Regions from separate parts of the Mus musculus genome. Here all the other regions are linked to region 5. Evidence: chromatin contacts called from public HiCAR-type, Micro-C and promoter capture Hi-C data. All regions are on one chromosome and are shown on one strand. The core of a region is the stretch at or near the end of the contact, and the rest is flanking DNA. Distances in the headings are between cores, read along the strand shown.

The links. Promoter capture Hi-C pulls out the DNA fragments that hold promoters and counts their contacts. A called contact is a pair of places that touch in the nucleus more often than the background predicts. HiCAR-type assays count read pairs that join an accessible place to other places. Capture Hi-C pulls out chosen DNA fragments and counts their contacts.
Region 1: a promoter capture Hi-C map of liver shows a contact between it and region 5, with 4 times the contacts expected there. The contact joins the promoter of Golga5 here to the promoter of Rps6ka5 in region 5. A contact is called at or near these places in 4 of 39 promoter capture datasets (hippocampal neurons, liver and pre-B cells) and 1 of 115 datasets of contacts at active chromatin or transcription factors (microglia).
Region 2: a promoter capture Hi-C map of liver shows a contact between it and region 5, with 2.6 times the contacts expected there. The contact joins the promoter of Lgmn here to the promoter of Rps6ka5 in region 5. A contact is called at or near these places in 8 of 39 promoter capture datasets (the 3T3-L1 cell line, 3T3-L1-derived adipocytes, the C10 cell line and 4 more).
Region 3: a promoter capture Hi-C map of liver shows a contact between it and region 5, with 2.5 times the contacts expected there. The contact joins the promoter of Eml5 here to the promoter of Rps6ka5 in region 5. A contact is called at or near these places in 3 of 39 promoter capture datasets (embryonic stem cells, liver and pre-B cells), 2 of 484 Hi-C or Micro-C datasets (CD4 T cells and muscle stem cells), 1 of 115 datasets of contacts at active chromatin or transcription factors (astrocytes) and 2 of 9 other capture datasets (adipose tissue and liver).
Region 4: a contact with region 5 is called in a promoter capture Hi-C map of liver, with 5 times the contacts expected there. The contact joins the promoter of Rin3 here to the promoter of Rps6ka5 in region 5. A contact is called at or near these places in 2 of 39 promoter capture datasets (liver and pre-B cells).
Region 6: a contact with region 5 is called in a Micro-C map of embryonic stem cells, with 6 times the contacts expected there. The contact joins the promoter of Itpk1 here to the promoter of Rps6ka5 in region 5.
Region 7: a HiCAR-type map of astrocytes shows a contact between it and region 5, with 3 times the contacts expected there. The contact joins the promoter of Ttc8 here to the promoter of Rps6ka5 in region 5. A contact is called at or near these places in 2 of 39 promoter capture datasets (liver and pre-B cells) and 1 of 115 datasets of contacts at active chromatin or transcription factors (astrocytes).

Annotation. Positions count from the first base shown.
Region 1 is chr12:102,467,768-102,470,467 of GRCm38.p6, reverse strand. It overlaps Golga5 (golgi autoantigen, golgin subfamily a, 5), which reads right to left and starts at 1,334. Exons shown (of 13, transcript NM_001199004.1): 1 at 1,105-1,334. It overlaps Gm30198 (a long non-coding RNA gene), which reads right to left. Exons shown (of 3, transcript XR_381856.1): 3 at 2,592-2,700.
Region 2 is chr12:102,438,403-102,441,102 of GRCm38.p6, reverse strand. Lgmn (legumain) reads left to right here and starts at 1,375. Exons shown (of 14, transcript NM_011175.4): 1 at 1,375-1,472.
Region 3 is chr12:98,900,040-98,902,739 of GRCm38.p6, reverse strand. It overlaps Eml5 (echinoderm microtubule associated protein like 5), which reads left to right and starts at 1,256. Exons shown (of 44, transcript NM_001081191.1): 1 at 1,256-1,908. The coding sequence starts at 1,712.
Region 4 is chr12:102,281,629-102,284,328 of GRCm38.p6, reverse strand. It overlaps Rin3 (Ras and Rab interactor 3), which reads right to left and starts at 1,255. Exons shown (of 10, transcript NM_177620.4): 1 at 1,003-1,255. The coding sequence starts at 1,043.
Region 5 is chr12:100,723,859-100,726,558 of GRCm38.p6, reverse strand. It overlaps Rps6ka5 (ribosomal protein S6 kinase, polypeptide 5), which reads left to right and starts at 1,439. Exons shown (of 17, transcript NM_001330702.1): 1 at 1,439-1,778. The coding sequence starts at 1,679.
Region 6 is chr12:102,703,602-102,706,412 of GRCm38.p6, reverse strand. It overlaps Itpk1 (inositol 1,3,4-triphosphate 5/6 kinase), which reads left to right and starts at 1,544. Exons shown (of 10, transcript NM_172584.3): 1 at 1,544-1,691. The coding sequence starts at 1,597.
Region 7 is chr12:98,919,210-98,921,909 of GRCm38.p6, reverse strand. It overlaps Ttc8 (tetratricopeptide repeat domain 8), which reads right to left and starts at 1,336. Exons shown (of 14, transcript NM_029553.4): 1 at 1,127-1,336. The coding sequence starts at 1,240.

The sequences.
Region 1 (2,700 bases), core at 85-2,584, 1.7 Mb before region 5:
GAACTATTAGATCTTGGGCTTTCTTCACTAAATTGGCATCAGAGTTGTCTTTCCTTCCCTTCTATGCTAGGTCTTTTTATTCTGTGTGCATGCCCTTCTTTTGCCTTACACTGCTTCAGGTTGTTGCAACTGTTGTTTTAAAACATGTCTCTCCCTGCTGGGGAAGGGGGAGTGGGTGGATACACACAATGCCTGGTTTGCTCAATGATAAATTCCAATTCTAGCCCACACACAGGCACTCCTAGAAACACTACTGAAGTAATTCATCCTTATATGTCAAGTGTTGTGCAAACACTATCACTAAAAATAATATAATATAAAAATAAAATAATAAAAATAATATAGTAACATAATGCTCAGCTACATTATATGGCAAACTGTAAAGTCCTTTAGAAACAAATAAAGATGGATATGGCTTAGAAAGATCCTGGAACTTCGATGGCACCTCAGACACTGGAATCTAGGTCAACCTAGAGGTAAACCCACCTTTTAACCTCTCCGCTCTAACCTCGTCGGAAGTTAACTGTTTCAACACACTCTTTAGGAAACCCATTTAAGTGTGTATTTCAATTTATGAGAAACCAAATGAAAAAGGAATGTAACATGCCTTCTGACTTATAAAACGTTACACAAGCTCGATGTAAAAATTAGTGATGAGCGAGAGAAAAGTAGCTCTCCTAATAAAAAAAAGCCTGAAGACAATTAATGTCTTGCCTCCCATCTGAAAGTTAACGGGGCTTTAAAACATATCTTTCACGTGGATCGTAGACACTAAACCTGAGCTCTTATCTCAGTGACAGACTCCAAGAGGGGACTTCCCGTGGTGCAAAGCCACCGGGAAGGTCAGATGTCACACAGAGGCGGGGGTCAGGGGTCAGGCCCGGCGGTGTGACCACGGGTCCCCGAGAGGCGAGAACACATCGTACTGGGTCCCCAGAGCAGAGTCGGGGTGGAGGGCGGGTCAGCCTCGGTATCCGGAGGCTACGGGGCTCTGGCATCCCCTTCCTTGTCCCTGAGCGAAGACGAGCACGACAGCGCTCGGGAAAGGCGGAGACCGGGTCCCGCAGGCCAAGCCGTCCCGCCCGCGGCCTGGTCGCGCCTCACCTGAGGACGCCGAGCGGCAGCACCGCGGCCTCGTCGCCCGCCCGGGCCGCCACAGCAGCCCGCTGCTCCCGGACCTGCCGGCTAGCTCTTCCGGGAGACGTGGAAGGGCGGCGAGGACCTCAAAACAGAGTGGCCAACGAGCTGCCTGAGTGGCCGGAAGCTGAGCGCCGCCGGCCGCCTAGCAGGTCACTCAGGCGGCGGCGCCGGCGGCCGCGGGGCCCTAGCGCCAGGCCACGCCCCCTTCCGTCTGCCGCCGAACCGGGTGCCGCGCCAGCGTGCGTGTGACGTAACGCCGCCGGCACGCGGCCTCCACAACATTGCGGAGCACGCCCACAACGGGGGGCAGGGTCCCGAGCACCACAGGGGCGGGCCCAAGCCAAACTGGGCGGGGCATGAGCCGGCCCAGGCCTCTGAGCTCCTCCTCCCTTTCAAAAGTTTTACACGTGAGGATTTCGAGGCAGAGACTGGAACTGTCTAATCCCTGGGCCTGTGGGATGGTTCAGTAAATAGAGTACATAGATAAATAGCCAGGACTAACGGCCTGAGTTCTGAGTTCTGAGTTCATTCACAAAGCACACACACACACACACACACACACACACACACACACAAATTAAAAATACAAGGGCTGTGGAACAACATTATGAACTAACAGTACCCCGGAGCTCTTGACTCTAGCTGCATATGTATCAAAAGATGGCCTAGTCGGCCATCACTGGAAAGAGAGGCCCATTGGACTTGCAAACTTTATATGCCCAGTACAAGGGAACGCCAGGGCCAAAAAGTGGGAGTGGGTGGGAGGGTATGGGGGACTTTTTGGGATAGCATTGGAAATGTAAATGAGAAAAATACCTAATTTTAAAAAAACTGGGAAAGGGGATAACATTTGAAATGTAAACAAAAAAAATATCCAATTAAAAAAAAAATACAAGGGCTGGAGAGGTGGCTCAGTGGTTAAGAGCACTGGCTGCTTGCTCTTCCAGAGGTCCTGAGGTCAATGGCTCACAACCAACTGTAATGGGATGGGATCTGGTGCCCTCTCCTGGTGTGCCTGAGGGCAGCTACAGTGTACTCATATAAATGAAATAAATCTTTAAAAGAAAAAAAGAATACAATTTAAAGGGATGGGGTGAAGAACTCGGGAAGGGGGGACCAGTAAGGGGGGCAACATTTGGAATGTAAATACATAAAATAGTATAAGAAAAAAAATAAAAGAATACAATTTTTTAAAAAGAACCTGCTTTCAAGTGACAGAGATGGATTTTGCCTAAACTAATGAATCAACAATAGTTCAGAGCCTTTTGTAAACCAAGAGAAACAGGGAGAAGTATCCCGAGGTAGGAAAATAAGTCAGTTTGTGAGGGTTCCTTGTAGAAAAGATAACTTGAACTGAGACTATTATTCAATAGTGCTATAGTTATATTTTGCATACAGCTCACAGACTTTTTGAAATGGGTTTTTAAAAAGAAAATCTGTGTTCAATAATTCACTGAAGGCTACATCTACTGGGTAAACAGGACCAGGCTAATTTCGCCAACTGAAAAGCCTATGGTAAATTCTCAAGTAAGTGCGTTTGGGCATTGAGGAAACTAAGAC
Region 2 (2,700 bases), core at 126-2,625, 1.7 Mb before region 5:
TGTCCCTTTCATTATTAAGGCCTAACCGTCAAAGTTTACCTTTTATTTTGGGTGAGATAGGAAGTGGCTAAGGACACATTTCTAATGCCCAAGGGGAAGAAATAAAATCCTATTTATCTCAATACTTGGCTATGTGTGGCACTTAAAGGGGCCTGGTAAATATGTTCAGTGAGTCCATGAATGTGCTTCAAATACTCACGGTGGAAGACCGGAAGGCATGTTTCATCATAGGGTTTTGACTTGAAGCCCAAGGTCACCTCCAAGCTGTGATCCTAGGCCATGTGGCCGTATGCTAAGGTCAGTGACAGCAAATGTTTTCTTCCAAGTGTCCGTTGTTATCTTCATTTTGCTGCCCTTACAGTCTCTCACAATGATTCAACTCTCCTTGTCTGCAAACATGGCCAGAGATAATACTAAGCTGGCAGATGCGGCTATGATCTTATTAACCGAGATAGGGAGCAGACCTGCTGTGGGTTGCCAGGCCTAAGACTTGGGGGGAGGAGGGGGAAAGATTCAGGGACGGGGGGTGGGGTGGGGAATGGCTCAAAGTGTAACAAACTTGTGTGACCATTAGGGAGAAAGACACAGCTGATCTCCTGGATTCACTGGCCAGCAGTCTAGCTTGACCAGTAAGCCCCAGGCCAAATGAGTTGGCCCTGTTTTGGGTCCTGGTATACTCGGGCAAGACTACATGAACTCTGTCACAACTCCATCCAACTCATTCACTGAGCACCAGCTTCTGGAACTTGCATATAGAGTATTTTACTTCCTCTCCAGCTCACTGTGACACCGAACACTTGGGACGTGACAGGGAATTAGGATTTTAGCATTCAGGAACCAGACTACTAAGGTTAGCTTCCGCCACTGAAAGTGTCTTGGGAGCCTGAAAAAAATTAAGCTCCTTGATTTTGTCAGATGTCTTGTCTGTAGAGCTGGGGTGGCCATACATTTCTGGAGGTTGGGGGTGGGGTGGGTGTTGTGATCATAGGCCAAGGCAGACCAAAAAAAACCCCAAAACAACAGTCCTTTGTTGTGGGTGGACTACGGGGTAGCATCCGTAGGTCCAGTGCGCTGACAAGGCTGGAGACCAGTTAGTTCGCGCGACTTCTCACTCACTGTCCGTAGAGTCCCCAGACACCTAGGTGCTCATGCCTAGCTCATTGAGAAGACGCAGCCCCAACCTCTGACCACAGGGCCCTAAAGCTCCGCCCACAGGGTCCGAAGCCCCGCCCACGCACACTGGGATTCGTAGTCTTTCTGGCTTGCCGGCCTCAGTCTCAGCTTCTATTGGTTTCCTTATACGCCACACTCCGAGGCTGCACAAATCAGGCTGCGCAGGTAGCCCGGGCTCAGCGATCTGTGTTGCCGCAGCTCAATCACAGCGGGGCGGACTCTAGAGGTGGCTGCTCTGAGTCTGCGCGACGCCCGGAATTCCCACGGTTCTGCAGTCACCGCGGCGATCACCCGCCCAGGTAATCGGGGACCCCGGGGAGGACCCGCGCCCCATGAGAGGTGACTTAGCGGTTTTTGGCTAGGCTTTCCATCCCTCGACCCTTTCTGAGTAATATTTCCCTTCTGAAAGCTCCTAGCCGGAGACTTGTTTGTGTCGCGAGTGTGCTTTGCTGGAACGGCGGGTTGCCCTGGAGGGCGAAACTGAGGCAGGAGGAGGAGTCGGTTTACTAAGGTTTCACAGCCAGGCAGCTCTTGGCAGAGTCCCGGGTTTGTTGTTGATGTTTTTAACTTGAATCAGTACACCAGTAGACAGGGGCGATTCCCGATCTGAACAAAAACACCCCGACAGGAATACCCCAAATATTCCTGGCGAGAGCTAGTGGGTTTCAGGGAGGCTCACATGCTCCTTGATAGTGAAAGCTAGCCTTTGTGGTCCCTGGCCCCATAGGGTTAGGATTATTTTGTGTTAAGTACAGTAGACCCTAAGGGCTGGAGGATGGAATGTCTGTCACGTGGTCCATTTTATAGATGAAAATGAGTGGTCAGGATTTGAAACTCGCCCTGTGGTCTACAGCTGTATGCCCTATGGAATATTCTTTACTCTGGGTCTGCAAACCAAATATTTATTGGGCTGGAGTAAGTAAGGTAAGCTTTTCTTTGCTTTGAGACAGCCTCCTCAAACTCAACATGTAGCCATGAGGTTGGTTTTTGAATTCAGCGACCCTCCTGCCTCAGCTTTCTGAAGGCCAGAATTACAGGGTTGGGGCACCATGCTGTGTTCTTTGCAAAGATTTTTGAGACGAATTTATTTTGTTGGGGGTAGAGATAGTCCTTTGTGTACAGAGACAACACCCAAACCTCATTTGGGAGGAACTAGGACTTGGTGTGGAGGGGAGAGGGGTGAAGTTGGAGCCATGGAGATAGGGAGTGGCTAGTGGGTCGGAGGAGGGGTGTGCATTACCTGGAGAACAGCAAGGTGAAGTTGTGAACAGCGTTTTTTGGACCTGGGATTGTGGAGCCTGTTTGGATTAAGGGATTACATGTGTGGAGTGAATTGATGCAGGAGGATGTCACGTGTATCTCAAATGCCCTTTAGTGGGGTGGGGAATTTAGGTGTTGTCCTGAATACCCAGTGAGCTGCTTTTAGTGTAGATTTCTCTTTACCTTATCGGGTTTGTAGGGTAGAAAGTGTTAGAGGAGGTCACACTGAAGACCAGAAGGGCACCACAGTCACCCCCAGGGGAGTTA
Region 3 (2,700 bases), core at 7-2,506, 1.8 Mb after region 5:
CCTTGTCCAGGGTAAAGGCTTGACTGACTTCTCTGCCATGACCCTGCTAACAGATCGCATAGAGAACTGGTGAGATTTGCTTTCCTCTCTTTAGTATTCATGAATGGTTCACTTTCCAGCCACCGCTGTGCCTCCGTCATCTCTTTTGGTCTTAAGTTGTCATCTGAGGATGGCTTAATTAAGAATGTTTTTGCTTCAAACTCTACCCTTGGGTCATTAAAAATTGCAATGGAAAATATGATAATGGGAAAATAAATTATTTAAATCTAGTATTAATCTGAAGTTCTTAAATATGTACCATGGGATCTGTAAAACATTGTGTTGAAAAAAAAACTGTACAGAGAGAAATTCTTATTCTTCTACACCCTACCTCATAAAAATTATATGTAGCTAGTGATTAATATTTCACGATGTACGGCAACAAATATTTAATTTTTTCTAAGCATACATAGATGTTACATAGTCAACATCTCTTCCAGGAGTAGTCTACCTGATCACAATTATTTAGGCCATCTGATTTCACAATTACTTTAAAACATGCCCTTCTTCATTTTAATCAAGAGATAATTGCTGCTATCCAAAACAGCAGCTGAAAGATCTGCCAGCGGGGTGGGGGTGGGTGGTGGTGGGGTGCGTGGGGGGGGGGGGTGGGTTCGGAGTTTTGGTGGGGACAGTGATGCACATTTGTAATCTCAGCATTCAGGAGACAAAAACAGGAGGATTATGAGTTTGAGGCCTGTTGAACAACAGTAGTAACAAATCCAGGACTATTTATTAGGACAGTGTATCTAATGTGTCAAAAGCACATTTGCGAGGTTAGGTTTTCTTCTTGCCAAATTTCTGGACCAGAGAGCACCATGATAAGCAAACACACACGTATATGTAAGGTATGGAGGAGGCGATTAAAGAATAAAGTGAACATTCTATTCTGGTGTTATTCATTGGCATATGAAATAGCTGAGGTCTAAGGGCAAGCGGGATTCCCCAGAGATTCCTGAGCAAGCAAACCCAGCAACAGGAATCCAAATCTGGGTGGGGTAATCCAGGTCTCGCGAGGGTGGGAACGGGTGCTTAGATCTTGGTAGGGAGGACTGCGTGGGGGGGGGGGGCGGGGGGGCGGGGGGCGTTAACCACAGCCTGGTGGTGGTGAGCAGGGAGCTCTCTGATTCCGCTCTACTCCGGGAGGGGCGGGGCCACCTGAGAGGTGGGGCTAGCGCAGGGGAGGGGCGGGGCCGCGCGGCTCCGCCCTCCCGCCACTCAGCTGGGCTCGGGAGCGCGCGGCGCGGCTCCGCCGGGGCTGTGGAGGCGAGGTAGCGGCTAGACCGGAGCGCCGCAGGTGACCCGGGCGGGGAGTCCGGTGCGCGGGGCGGGCGGAGAAGAAGCGGGCTGGAGGCGCGTCCCCGTCCCCCCTCTTCGCTTGGTTGTCTTCCAGCCTAAGGCACTGGGCTGAGGGGACACGGCGAGCTCCCAGACGCGCGAGGCTCCCGGACAGCCGGCGGCGCTCGCGGCCCTCAGCATGTTCGGTGAGGCGAGGCTTTTCCTCCCGCCCGTGGGCTGAAGCGGCGGCGGCGGCTGCGGCGGCCACGCAAGCGAGATGCACCTGCCGGGCTCGGCTTAGAGGAGCGTCCGGGCCGCCAGCGGGAGAGCTTTCGTCACCCAGCCCCGGCGGCGACCGCGGGCCCGAGCCGCAGCGACGGGTGGGCGCACCGACATGGCGGCTCGGAGCGCCCCGAGCTGCCACCTGCGGCTCGAGTGGGTGTACGGCTACCGGGGCCACCAGTGCCGCAACAACCTCTACTACACGGCGGCCAAGGAGATCGTGTACTTCGTGGCGGGGGTCGGCGTGGTGTATAGTCCGCGGGAGCATCGGCAGAAGTTCTTCCGCGGCCACAGCGACGACATCATCAGGTACGGGCTCGGGGAGGCGGAGGGGTGGGGTGGGAGGGGGACCGCTGTCACCCCTGCCGAGCGCCCTCGGAGTTTGCAGCTGCCTGTCCTTCTGGAAGTCGTGGCCGTTCACGCAAAGGGGCATCACCCAGGACAGCGATGTGCATCTATCTGGTTCGGAGCCCACCCACTTACCACTCCGCTTTCCGCAGCGCCCTTTTCTAGGGGAGCGAGCCTACGGATGCTCCGCAGGCCTTCGCTTGACTGGATTTGTGACCTTTTCCGTTCCATCAACATCAGGAGTTTAGACTCCGTGATTGGTTTCTTGTTAAAAAGGAAATCTTATTTCGCTAGGGAAAGGAAACACTTGACAGAAGACTAACCCAAGCTCTGCGGTACTCAACTCTTGGCCGTAGTTATTAGTTCAGATTTCACTATCTGCAATTATCAGCAGATAGCAAAGAAACTCATGTGTTACTCGGAAGGCAATTCACTAGAGGTTAAAATTCGCACGCTGGAAGGCACTTGGAGGGTATGTCTTTTATGAGAAATAACCTTTACCACACCGATTTCCGATTCTGTTTATCTTCATCAGAGTAACCTTAAGTTTACTTTCTTATTAGTAATTTCAATCACAGGGTGACAGTATCTTGCTCTCTATTGATCTGAATCTTAACGTTGGCCGAGATGTTTGGTAAGCTGTACATATAAAGGGTAATTTTCCACATTTCAGTCGAACTCTAATGTTAAAGTTGGGAGCGTTTGAATTGATTATTGCCTCAAGCACATTTCTGTCTTCCAACAAAGCGAATG
Region 4 (2,700 bases), core at 6-2,505, 1.6 Mb before region 5:
TTTTAAACGGAAATACAAAAAGTATGGTACCCCAGATTCGTCCATCATCCATGGCACCTCAGAAAGTGCTAGAAGACTTTCGCAGAAATCGCTTTCTACTCGGTGCAGCTTCAAACCCCACCCTTCCCGATCTTCTCTTAGGACTGGGCTGGGCGGGATGACAGGACATTCCCAACCTTGTGTAGCTCTGGGCAGTGTTCCAGGTCTTGAGGTGGGGGGTAGGGAAGAGCACAAAAGTAGGAATCCCTTCCGAATGGTTGTTCCCAAGCCATTTAATTTCACACACTTCAGACTGCATCTGCGTCTGGGTATCCCGCCAATCATTTGCACCCGAGCACTCTAGACCCTCCTCACACACCAGGCTCTTCAAAGGCCAGTCCAAAGGTCCCCAGCCGATCCAGTGGGGTGGCAGATGGGATCTGGTGGCGCCTCAATCCTCCAGGCAGAGAGTTAGCTGCTGGATGGGCCTGCCTAAAGTTGTAGGTGCTTCTTATCTACCACCCTACTCCCCACCCCCGCCCCCACCCCCACTCTCGGTCCCAGAACCTGAGGGCGCAAGCTGGGGTTTAGGCAGAGCAGCGGTGCTTCGTGGTGCATGGGGCTGGCTGGGCCAGGGCAGCGAGTGCTTGCATCCAAAGTTCAGCCTAGGCTAGAGCCATGGCTACACGGACATCTCGGGCTCGAACACACCAAACCCTCCCAGCCGCACATTGTGCACTGCTTCCCCCCCCCCCCCCCCCCCCCCCCGCTAACAAAGTCTGGATTTGAAAGTTTGGCCAAGTTCGGCAGTCACCAAGGCCGCCCCCTTTCCTTGCAGAACCTAGTTTCACCCTTAGTCCCTGCTGGGGGATCCGCACGCTCGTGGGGGGTGTTCATTTCAGCATGACATCCACGACGTCCCGTAGCCCTATCCGGAGCACCCAGGGCTCTCGGGGATCAAGCTGAGCAAAAGAGGCAGGACGCGGGCCACCTGGGGAGCGGCGGGCACGGGTTGCCACTTACCCGGCAGGGTGGGCGCTCGAGGGCGCTTCGGCGCGTCGCATCGTGGGGCAGGCGATTGGGGACGCAGCGACCTCCGCGTGGCGCTGGCGCTGTCCCTCGCCGAGGGCCGGGCTGGGCGCCGCCGCCAGCCGCGCGCCCAGTGGGGAAGCGCGGGGCCGCTGCCTTCCACTTCCTGGATCGCAGCGCGCGGGGCTCGCAGGAAGAGGCCGGCCTTGGTGGTCAAGGGTTTTTTGTCAGAAGCCATTCGGCCGTGGCTGCTCGTAGCAGGGAGCCCCCTGGGGCGCGCGGAAGCCGGGCCGCGCCCCTAGGGCCGGGCCTGGCGGCGGGCGGTGCCGGGGTCGAGGACAGCACGGACTGTGGCCGCCCGGAGCCTGCGAGCGAAACTCACAGGAAAGTCTCCAAGTTGGCACCGGATAGCAAGGCACTCAGGGCTGGCAGGTGACGAGGCCCACGGCCCAAATGGGACCTCCTTCATCCCGGGGGAGCCACGACCCATACCCACTCCCGCCCCCAAGGCGGGGCACCTCCTCCACGTCCCTGACAGGTGGCCATCCTGTCTCTCCTTGATACCTTCTCTGTTGATAAGATCACTGTTTAACAAAGCAGATATCGTCCATGAAGCCTGACATCTAAGGCACCTGTGCTGAGTACAGCACCCAGTGAGAGACTAAAGGAGAAAACTTGCTAGCTTACACAACAACCGCGAGTCGTAATGCCTCCTTTTTTAAGCGCCCAGACACTCAAAAATGTCTCCTGAGCTAGCTAAGCCTGTGAGACCAGGTAATAGCGGACCTCAAGATATCACCTTGTTTAATTCATTCCCAGCCTGGGCATTATTTAGACTGCTGGGGACAGATTAAATGTTTTGTGCTTGGGACTGTCTTGTGCATTGTGCATTGTAGGAGTAACCCAACTTCCATCCACATCCTTGGCCTCTACCCACGATTACACAGGAGTGCTAGAGTGTCCACACACCCTCACAACCACTTCTCTTTTGGCATTTCCTCCAAATCAGCCTGTGGAAGTGAGAGGAAAGGCTTAGTTAACAGTCTCCTGCTGGGAGTGGTAAATGGGCCAGCTGATTTGGGAAGCAGCCTTGGCAGTTCCTCAGAAGGGGAAACTACGTACCCAAAGGGGCTTATTTCAGCTTTCAATTCCAGGTTACAGTTCATTATGGGGAAGTCAAGGCAGGGGGAGGGGGGGGATGTCAAAAAGCTGGTCACATGACATCCAGAGCAAAGAGAAATGAATGTAACCATGTTTACCTGGCTTGTGATCAGCTCACTTTCTCCACTCTTACATAGTTCAGGGCACCCTGTATAGGGAATGGTGCTGCCCACAGTGGGTTGAGTCTTCCCGCACCAATAACTTAAGTAAGACAGTCCCTCACCAGCATACTCATAGGCCTAACTAAATGCAGACAATCCCTTACTGAGAATTTCTTCTCAGTGATTCTAGGTTGTGTCAAGTTGACAAATTAAAGCTATCTATCATAGTGTGTCCATGCAAAACCTTATATATGACTGTTCATATCAGCCTTTATTTGTGTTATCCAGAGCTGGAGCTAGAGTTCAGAGGTAGAATGGTTGCCTGGCATGTGTCTGAGAGGCCCTATGTTGAAGGAAGAAAGAAAGAAAGAAAAGAAATACAAACAATTTACAGTAGCCAGTATGTGGGAGCAACCAAGCATTCATCAAT
Region 5 (2,700 bases), core at 190-2,689:
GTTTTGTTTTTTTGTTTTTTTTTTTCCAAGAAGGAAAATAAAGATACACTCATCTTTCCTATACAGCTGTTTCCCTTACACTTCATTTAGCCTACCTGTTACTTAGGTCACCAGCATTTGATCTCCTCTAGACCTAGGCTCACAGCTTACCTCTGTGTGAAATGTCTCCAGTTTTGTCTTACTTGCCCTTTAAATTGGCTATCCAGATTTTCTCCTTGCCCTAAAAGCCTTGAGAATAATCGTTGCCATCTGTGCCATTCTCTAATGCTTAATACTGGTTCACAGTTTTGTTTAAATTCTTTATAGTTTCCTGTGCCTGTATACAAGTTGCCCATCTCTCGAGTTCCGTTAATAGCTTTTCAGGAGCAGAAATTGAATCTTATTTTATGATTCACCACACTCTTTGAGTTTCTTAAACATGAAAAATTGGGATGAGGATGTAGTTTAACTGGTAGACTGCTCGCCTAGCATTCATAAAGCTGGAGAGTTCAATCTCCCGCATGTCATAAGCAAGGCATGGTGGCACATACTGCGAATTCCAGCACTGGGAGGTGGTGCTAGACGTACCAGGGGGTCAAGGCTAGGCTGAGCTACACTCCCCACCTCCACAAGTTATTATTTCAGATTTCTCATCCGGAGCCAGAACCTTGACTTTTTGTGTATAGGAGCTACCTGTATTTAATTTTTAAACGTAATTTAGTTTTGCCTTGTGTGAGCGATACATGCCCTTAATTAAAGCTTGTGTGGAGGTCGGAGGTCAACATGTTAGTTCTTTTTCATTATATGGGAACTGCACTGTGGTTGTCCACGTCTGGCCGCAAGCACTTTTACCCACGGAACCATCTTGCCGGCTCCTACCTGTATTTAAACACAAAATTCATTTAATTTATTTAGTGCTACAGAGAATAGTATCATTCGAAGACATGCCATCTTCCAGACAGTCACACATTTGTGGGCCGTTCCCTAGGACCCTCAGACGCGCGCGAGCGCAAACACGTGGGTGACAAGTGCTTCCCTCCAGGACCCTCCTTTGTCCACTGTGATTGGCGGACCAAGCGGTCCAATCGTCTTTCCCCGCCTCTTTCCGCAGTAGCCAATCAGAGGTCCGGAGCGCCTCCTGACTACTAGATACTGTTTACTAACAGATCGAAGCTGGGAATAAGGGGTGTGACCATTCTGGGGAGGTCAGGAGAGGGAAGGCCTGCCTGCGCGTGCGCACCAAAGCGAGTAGGTGGGGCATTCCGTGGGTCTTGCCAATCGGAGCGTTCGCGCTCCTCCCTCTCCTGCCTCCCCGCCAAGCAACAACAATTCGAGCAGCGGGGCGGGGCGGCTCCTGAAACGTCAGGACTAGCCGCCCAATGGGAACGGGCGCTGGCAGACGCGCGCGCGCTGCGCCCAATAGCGCTGGTGGCTCAGGGCTGTCTCCTGGGCTGGCTGTGGGAGGAGCGGCCTGGAGGAGGAGGTGGAGGCGCAGGGCGCGGGGTTGTGCCGTACTAGCGGTGCCCGCTGAGGGGAGGAGGCGGAGGAGCTGCACGGCCAGAGCGGGAAAGAGACTCGCCTCAGTGTCGGAGTTGTGGCGCTGCGGCAGCTCGGCTCCTGGAGCTGTGGAGAGACGGGGCGTCTGCTGTCCCATCAGGTTCCCCTAAGAGCGACCCGCGCGATCGGAAAGAGGGTGAAGATGGAGGGGGAGGGCGGCGGCAGCGGCGGCGCGGGCACCAGCGGGGACAGCGGCGACGGCGGCGAGCAGCTCCTTACTGTCAAGCACGAGCTGCGGACCGGTGAGCGACCCCGCCCTCTGCTGGCCGGGCCAGCCGCGGAGGCGCGCCTGAGAGCCGGCATGGGTGCGCGCACAGGCCAAAAGGGGCGCGGGCTGGGGGGGACGGGCCCGGGGCGGGGCTTCGCGGGCGGGGAATAGTCCGGGGGTCCTGGGAGGCTCTGGGCACGGAGAGGAAAGTTTGCTCCTGCTGGGCCCCCAGTTTCCGACCCAGCCTGGGAAGATGCCTTTATGCCCCCTTTCCTGCATAGGTGACATATCTGTCACTACACGCTGTCTCGAGGGAAAGGTACTCTTTCCCTCAAGAGGTGAGCTGTGTGGAGCTGTGTGTGATGGAGCTTGAAGCTTGAACTCACTTTACCCTGCACCTCTGCCTGGGATGGTTCAGGTGTGAGGGGAGTGTGTGTGTTTGTGTGTGTATGTATGTCTGTACCATCCCTAAGGGACAGCGATCCTGCGAGAGGGGTATTGGTTCTCGGTTAGTCTCTGGTGAAGGAAAAAGGCTTCGTGGTCCTCTGGAATTAAGTCCTTTCTCTCAGAGTTATCGTGAAGTACTATACTCTCTGAAATTTGCCAGGTCTTTTGGCAAGCAGCCTCTATAAATGTAAAGTTTTGGGTGAAAGGCTTCACTAGGCGACTTAAGTGCTTGCATCCCCTGTGCTGGAGATCAGTAAAGCTCCGTGTGCTAAGCTTTTTACTTTTGCTTTTTCATTGTGTAATTCCGGGGTTTGTTTTGGAAAATTCTTATCTGGACCAATTGGTAAAGTTTGGGTCTCCCCAGCCCCATGGAGTCAGGTCTCCCCTTACACTATCATTTCTGCATGGAGAATGTGTTAGAGTGGATCGATAGTTATTAGTGTCAGTGGTTTTAAGATTTTTGACACTTAAGTCTTTGGCACATTATATTAAGTAGACACAAATGGCAA
Region 6 (2,811 bases), core at 295-2,794, 2.0 Mb before region 5:
GAGCAGAGTGGAACATCTGTGGGTGGAGAATTTCTGAGCAAAACCACCAGGGCTCCTGGGATTCTGGCTCAATTTACTTGACAGGATTATTATTATTATTTACATTTATTTATTTGTGTGTGTATATGCCACAGCATGAGTGTCAGTCAAAGGAAAACATGGACTTAGTTCTCTCCATCTACGCTGTGGAGAATAGAACTCTCGTTGTCAGGTTTGGCCACAAGTACCCTTACCAGCTGAGCCATCTCAGCAGCCCCACTTGACAGCATTCTTACTGCAGACAGGCCGCAGTGATCTGATACCAGGGATGGCGAACTTTTCTGACTCAGGAGGTTTCTTGCTAAAACTGAACCAAGGGGGACCAAGGACACTGCCCAAGGTCAGGATCTAAGCCGGAAAAAGGGACTTGGTGTAACTCCTCAAGTCTGGTCAAGGCCCGTTTCTGTCACTTTACTAACAGCTTTCATTTCTTCAAGCCTTTTCTCATCTCAGATCTTCAAAAATTGTCTTTATTTCCAAAGCCAGATAAAATGTCTTTCTTTACACACGGGAACCCATTTTTTTTTCCCTGTCTGTGTCTGGGGAGAGCCTCCAATTTCTCCTCCCAATGCCTAAAGCATAGGCTGGAGATGGCTGGAATGCTAAGTACTGTCCCATAGGCCGGGGTAGAGCAGGTGGCTCAGAGGATCCAAAGCACTAAGTCAGACGCCGAGCTACGTCCCTTCACCTAGCAAAGAAAAGGCTCTCCTGAAGATGCTATGTGCACTCTGGCTGCTTCTCTCCCTCCGCTGAAAGGGACCCCAGAGTGTGAACCTGGGGCAGTTGTGGAGATAGTACAGGACAATTGCAACGAATTGCCTCTGGGGGCAATCCCCGCTGTGCTGCCAAGGAGCAACGAAGCCCAGTGGTTTGGCCGCCCTCCAAGATAGACACAAGGCGCCCACACCACGACTCCCTCACCCCACTCTGCCCTGGCCACCATCCAGCACCCCGCCACTAGCGGCGGCGCCTTTAAGACTCATTGGCGCCCCCTGGCGGTAACCGGCGCTTCCTCCTCCGGGAGCTCTGCCCCAGGCCCCGCGTGTGCGTGGCGTGTGCGCGGGCGCTGGGGCAGGAAGGGCGGGGGACACGGCGGCGCGCTCCCCGAGGGGGTCCCCGCGCGTCCGAGAGGCACGCGCGGGCGAACCCTCGCCGCGGGAGGGCGTGCTCCAGCTCGGGCTCGAGGCTCGGGTGCGGTCTCGGGCGGCGGCCCGGGATCCCTAGAGTCCTCGAGCGGCGCACGGTGCTGCGGGGCGCACGTCCCTGCGCGGGCGAGCCCCGCGGGGCGGAGGGGGCGGGGCGGCGGCGGGGCGCGCCCACCCGCGGGGCCCAGCCAGTGGCGCGGCGCGCTGAGCCTCCGCCCCCCAGCCGCCGCCCCGCCCCGGCCCGCCCCGCCCGCCGCCCCGCCCGGTAGGACCGCGCGCTGAAGCCCGCTCCGCGTCCCCGCCGCCGCCGCCGGAGGAGGTGCCCGCACGCTCGCGGCGCGCGCCGGCCCCACACGCTCGGCCTGTGGGCAATTTCCTCCGGACCCAGGCTCCCGGGCCGAGGAGGAAGAAGATGCAGACCTTCCTGAAAGGGAAGAGAGTTGGCTACTGGCTGAGCGAGAAGAAAGTCAAGAAGCTCAATTTCCAGGCCTTCGCGGAGCTGTGCAGGTGAGGAGGGACGCGGCTTGGGGACCCCCGCGGCCCGAGCCTGGTTACCCTCGGCGGGCGCGGGGCAGACGACGGCGACCCGGGAAGGAGCGGCGCGCGCTGAGGGCTGGTTCGGAGCAGCAAGGTGGCCGCGGGGGGCCGCGGGCTGTGTCCGAGGGGAGCGTGGCCGCTGTGGGCGTTGGGTTCGGACCGCGGCTCTCAGGTGCACTGGGGTCGTGCCGGGAGATCCCTGGCCGTCCAGGGTGGTGGGACCCGGGAAATCGGGGAGTCCACGCCAGCAGTCAGGGGTTAGAGGGTACTTTTGGACTGGTGTGTTTTTCTTCCTCCCTCTTCTTCCCCTTAGTAGAGCAGGATACCGGCGTTTGTGTGGAGCCTACTACGTGCCTCGCGTGTGCACGGCTCCTGAAGCTGTCATTGCATATCAGCCGGCTTAAGCCCAGTTGAAATGAGTAGCGATACTTGGCTTGTCTGTGGTGATTTGCTGTCTCATTAGAGCCTCGCAGCAGCCTCGCAAATTAGCCAGGATGGTGATTCTGGGCCACGTGTCTTAGAAGAGGGACACCTACCAGCAGAGAGGTGGGGTACCTGCCTTGTAGTCCCAGGGCCAAGGAGTGGCAGAGCATAGAAAGTGATGGGTGGACCCACGTAGGGTAGAATTGTCTTCTGCCATTCCGGCTGAGCACCTCGTTCTCCCTGCGCTGGTGCTTCAGTGGCAGAGACCGAGGGCTTTGATGGAGCTTGCTCTTAATACATTACAGAAGTGCTGGGTTCCTAGAGTCAGGTGTGCCTTGCCTCTCCGCAGAGCTATTGGTTACAGCTTCTCAATGAAAGCCTAAGAGAATCCAGCCCCCACACCCCATCCCCGAAGCCTTTTGCAAACTCCGGGTGGAAACCTTTTGTTAGGTAGTCTTTTCACTTAGTAGATTTGACTTTTGAAAATGGACTTCACTTGTAGTTCCATCCCTGGTGGGTGCCCCGAATTTTGGAGAATTGAACAGTTGGGCTTCCATTATCCCTTGGTGCACAGGGGTTAGTTAGCAGTCTGAGCTGGCACATAGAGGCCGCCCTGGCAGCACTGCCTTGCCCCTCATGGCTGTCCAAGAGCCTGCTGCTTCTCTGC
Region 7 (2,700 bases), core at 87-2,586, 1.8 Mb after region 5:
ACCATTTATTTGAGCATCCTTCATCCATTCGCTCAGAGAGCAGCAGAGTCCAGGAACAACCTTCACACTCAGGCTTTTCTAGCTTTCCCTTTCTTTCCTAACAACTCCAAGGCAACACCACTAGAGGGAAAGCAAGAAAACCAGGGTCTGAATAGGTACAATACACTGTGCATGTACCTAAAAGCACTGCCAAACTGGCACAACTCTACTCTTAGGCTCCTGTTTTTCTTCTCGCCTCTTCCAGGGGCTATTTATTCAATGATAATGTTCGTGATACCTCCCCCATTCATTATTGACCTTTGCATTCATTATACACAATAATGCTGTATTTATTAAGTTCCCTTTTGCCCGATCCCCTTTAAAGACAGGTTCTCCTTTAGCTCACCAGGCTGGCCTTGAACTCTCTACCTAGCTGAGCATGGCTTTGAACTACTGATCCCCTTGCTGTACAGGAGTATACCTTCATGTTGAACTGTTATATGTCCTTCTAACCAAGGCTATCAGGTCTTCTTCTGTCTTATATTTCCCTCCTACAAGAAAAGTTTCTCTTGCCCAGGTAGTTTCTTTAAAAATAAATATATCCTTCCCTCATCTACATTCTCATTCTTCTATCTTGCCTCCAGTTGAATTCATGACTCAGAAACAAAAGTTCCTTCACACTTGGACAGAGGTCTAAAAATGCGGTAGATCGCGTGCTTCACTATCTGGACCAAAAGACAGCTGTGTTTAAAGGCGGCTGCATCTCAAGTCTTTGTTCACATATATATTTTCCTTTTTAGAAATCAACCAAGTTAGGAGTGTGACCAGTGAATGACCAATGAACTATCAAAGCCCCTCACAAACTTAACAGAGTCCCTTTAAATATAACTAATTCTGAAAAAGGTGTGCTGAAGTTTATAGCAGGAGCTGTCAAAGCACAGGACTCAGGATTCCCAGGGGATGCAAAAGGCAGGGACCTACTGTCCAGGATTCCAAAGAGTCTCGCTCCAGGTGCCTTTGCGGATTACACAGGCAACTTCTTCTTGGGCCCTCCTCCCGGGCCTCCCTCAGGGGACAGAGGGATCCCGCCCTGAGCCCATGGCCTCAGCAAAGAGGATCCACAGACTGCCTGGGGCCGGCCAGGTACCTGATCATAAGGGGATTTCTCCAGCATCTGCGTGCATAGATCGGCGCAGAGCTGGAACTTCCTGCGTCTAAAATAGCTCCAGGCCCGGAGCAGTGGCTCCATCTCTGAGCCCATGGTGGTCCGGGACAACCCTCAAGGAACCCAGAGGCCCTGTACCCAGAGCCCGGCCCGGGGAGGGCGGGGTTCGGGAGCAGCGAGCGGGAGGCGTCTGGCTTTGCTGAGCAACGCGCAACGGCGGGGCCTGGCTAAGGAGGTGTCCGCAGCGCGCCTGAAAACAGGGGACGGGAAAGCCTCTGAGAGCCGACCTCAGCCAGAGAGTTTGCAAAGAATTGCTGGCAAAAAAGTGTTCTTTTAATGACAATAGATTGCATTAACTTTGAAAAGCCACCAAGCCTTTAAAAGAAACAGGTAGTGACTTAGACACCTCGGACAGGGTCCTCCGTGCTAACGAGAGATGCAGTTGCCTAGCAACCATCCGGTTGCTTACCCTGTAAGTGCCAAAAAAAAAAAAAAAAAAAGCCCACCTAAATTGACCCGGGTTGTGTCTCCTGTCTCACTACGCCCCACTTCGCGCATTCCTACTGCTGTCATATTTCTGACTCTAGAAACATAAATGCGGAAACAGTTTCTCCTGTGCCCTAAATCCAAAACCTCTACAGTATTTTTCCGTCTCACGGCAGTGTTCAAATTGCAAGGGATTTGAGAGCTTGCTTAGTCCAATACACTCATTTTACAGATGAGAAGATGAGATAGGCTCCAAAAAGAGAAATTATTTGCTTCACTTGTTTGGAGTTAAGGAGGCGAGACTATAATTTACAGATTGAGGGCATTTCTTCCAAAGTAGATAATGTATGGAAAGGGAGATTTGTTGTTGCTGTATTGTTTTGGTTTTCCTTTGGTTTGGGTTGTTTTCTTTGGTTTCAAGATCTTGCCATGCAGCCTAGGCTAATCTGCAGTGCAGCCTCCCTAGTGCCAGTGCATACAGGTATTTGACACCAGATACAACAAATAAACTTTTGAAACCCCGTTTATGGGCACGTGTCGTCTGTCAAATGTTTTCATGTGTGCAGTGAGTTTTGGTTTTGTTTGCTTTTATTCTTTCCCTGCAGAAGACCGAGTCCAGGGTTTTGGCACGCGCTAGATAAAGATTCTATTGTTGAAATCACTGAGCTAAATCCCCAGCCCAGAGTGGTTCTGACTGATTGAACCACTGCCCGACTTTCCTCTACACATTTACAAAGATGACAAATATCTAACAGCAAGAGCCCATAATGCAGAAATGAGGCTGGGGTGAGTCTGGGGGTGGCTTCTTAGACCATCCTCCTGCCTCCTTCCTACCATGACGGAAGACAGAAGAAAATATCTGAATAGTGAAGAGTTTTCTGACGGTGTCTACACTTTCTCTCACAGATAACAATCAATAAACACAGACCTTTTGCAGTTTCCTGAAACCACTAGAGAATCACAATGCAAACATTATATTTAACCCAGGTAGCTTTTGCAGATTTCAACCCGACGTCTACATTTCAGAACAAAGGAATGGATTGTGAATATTTCTAGTCTCATTTTCTAAG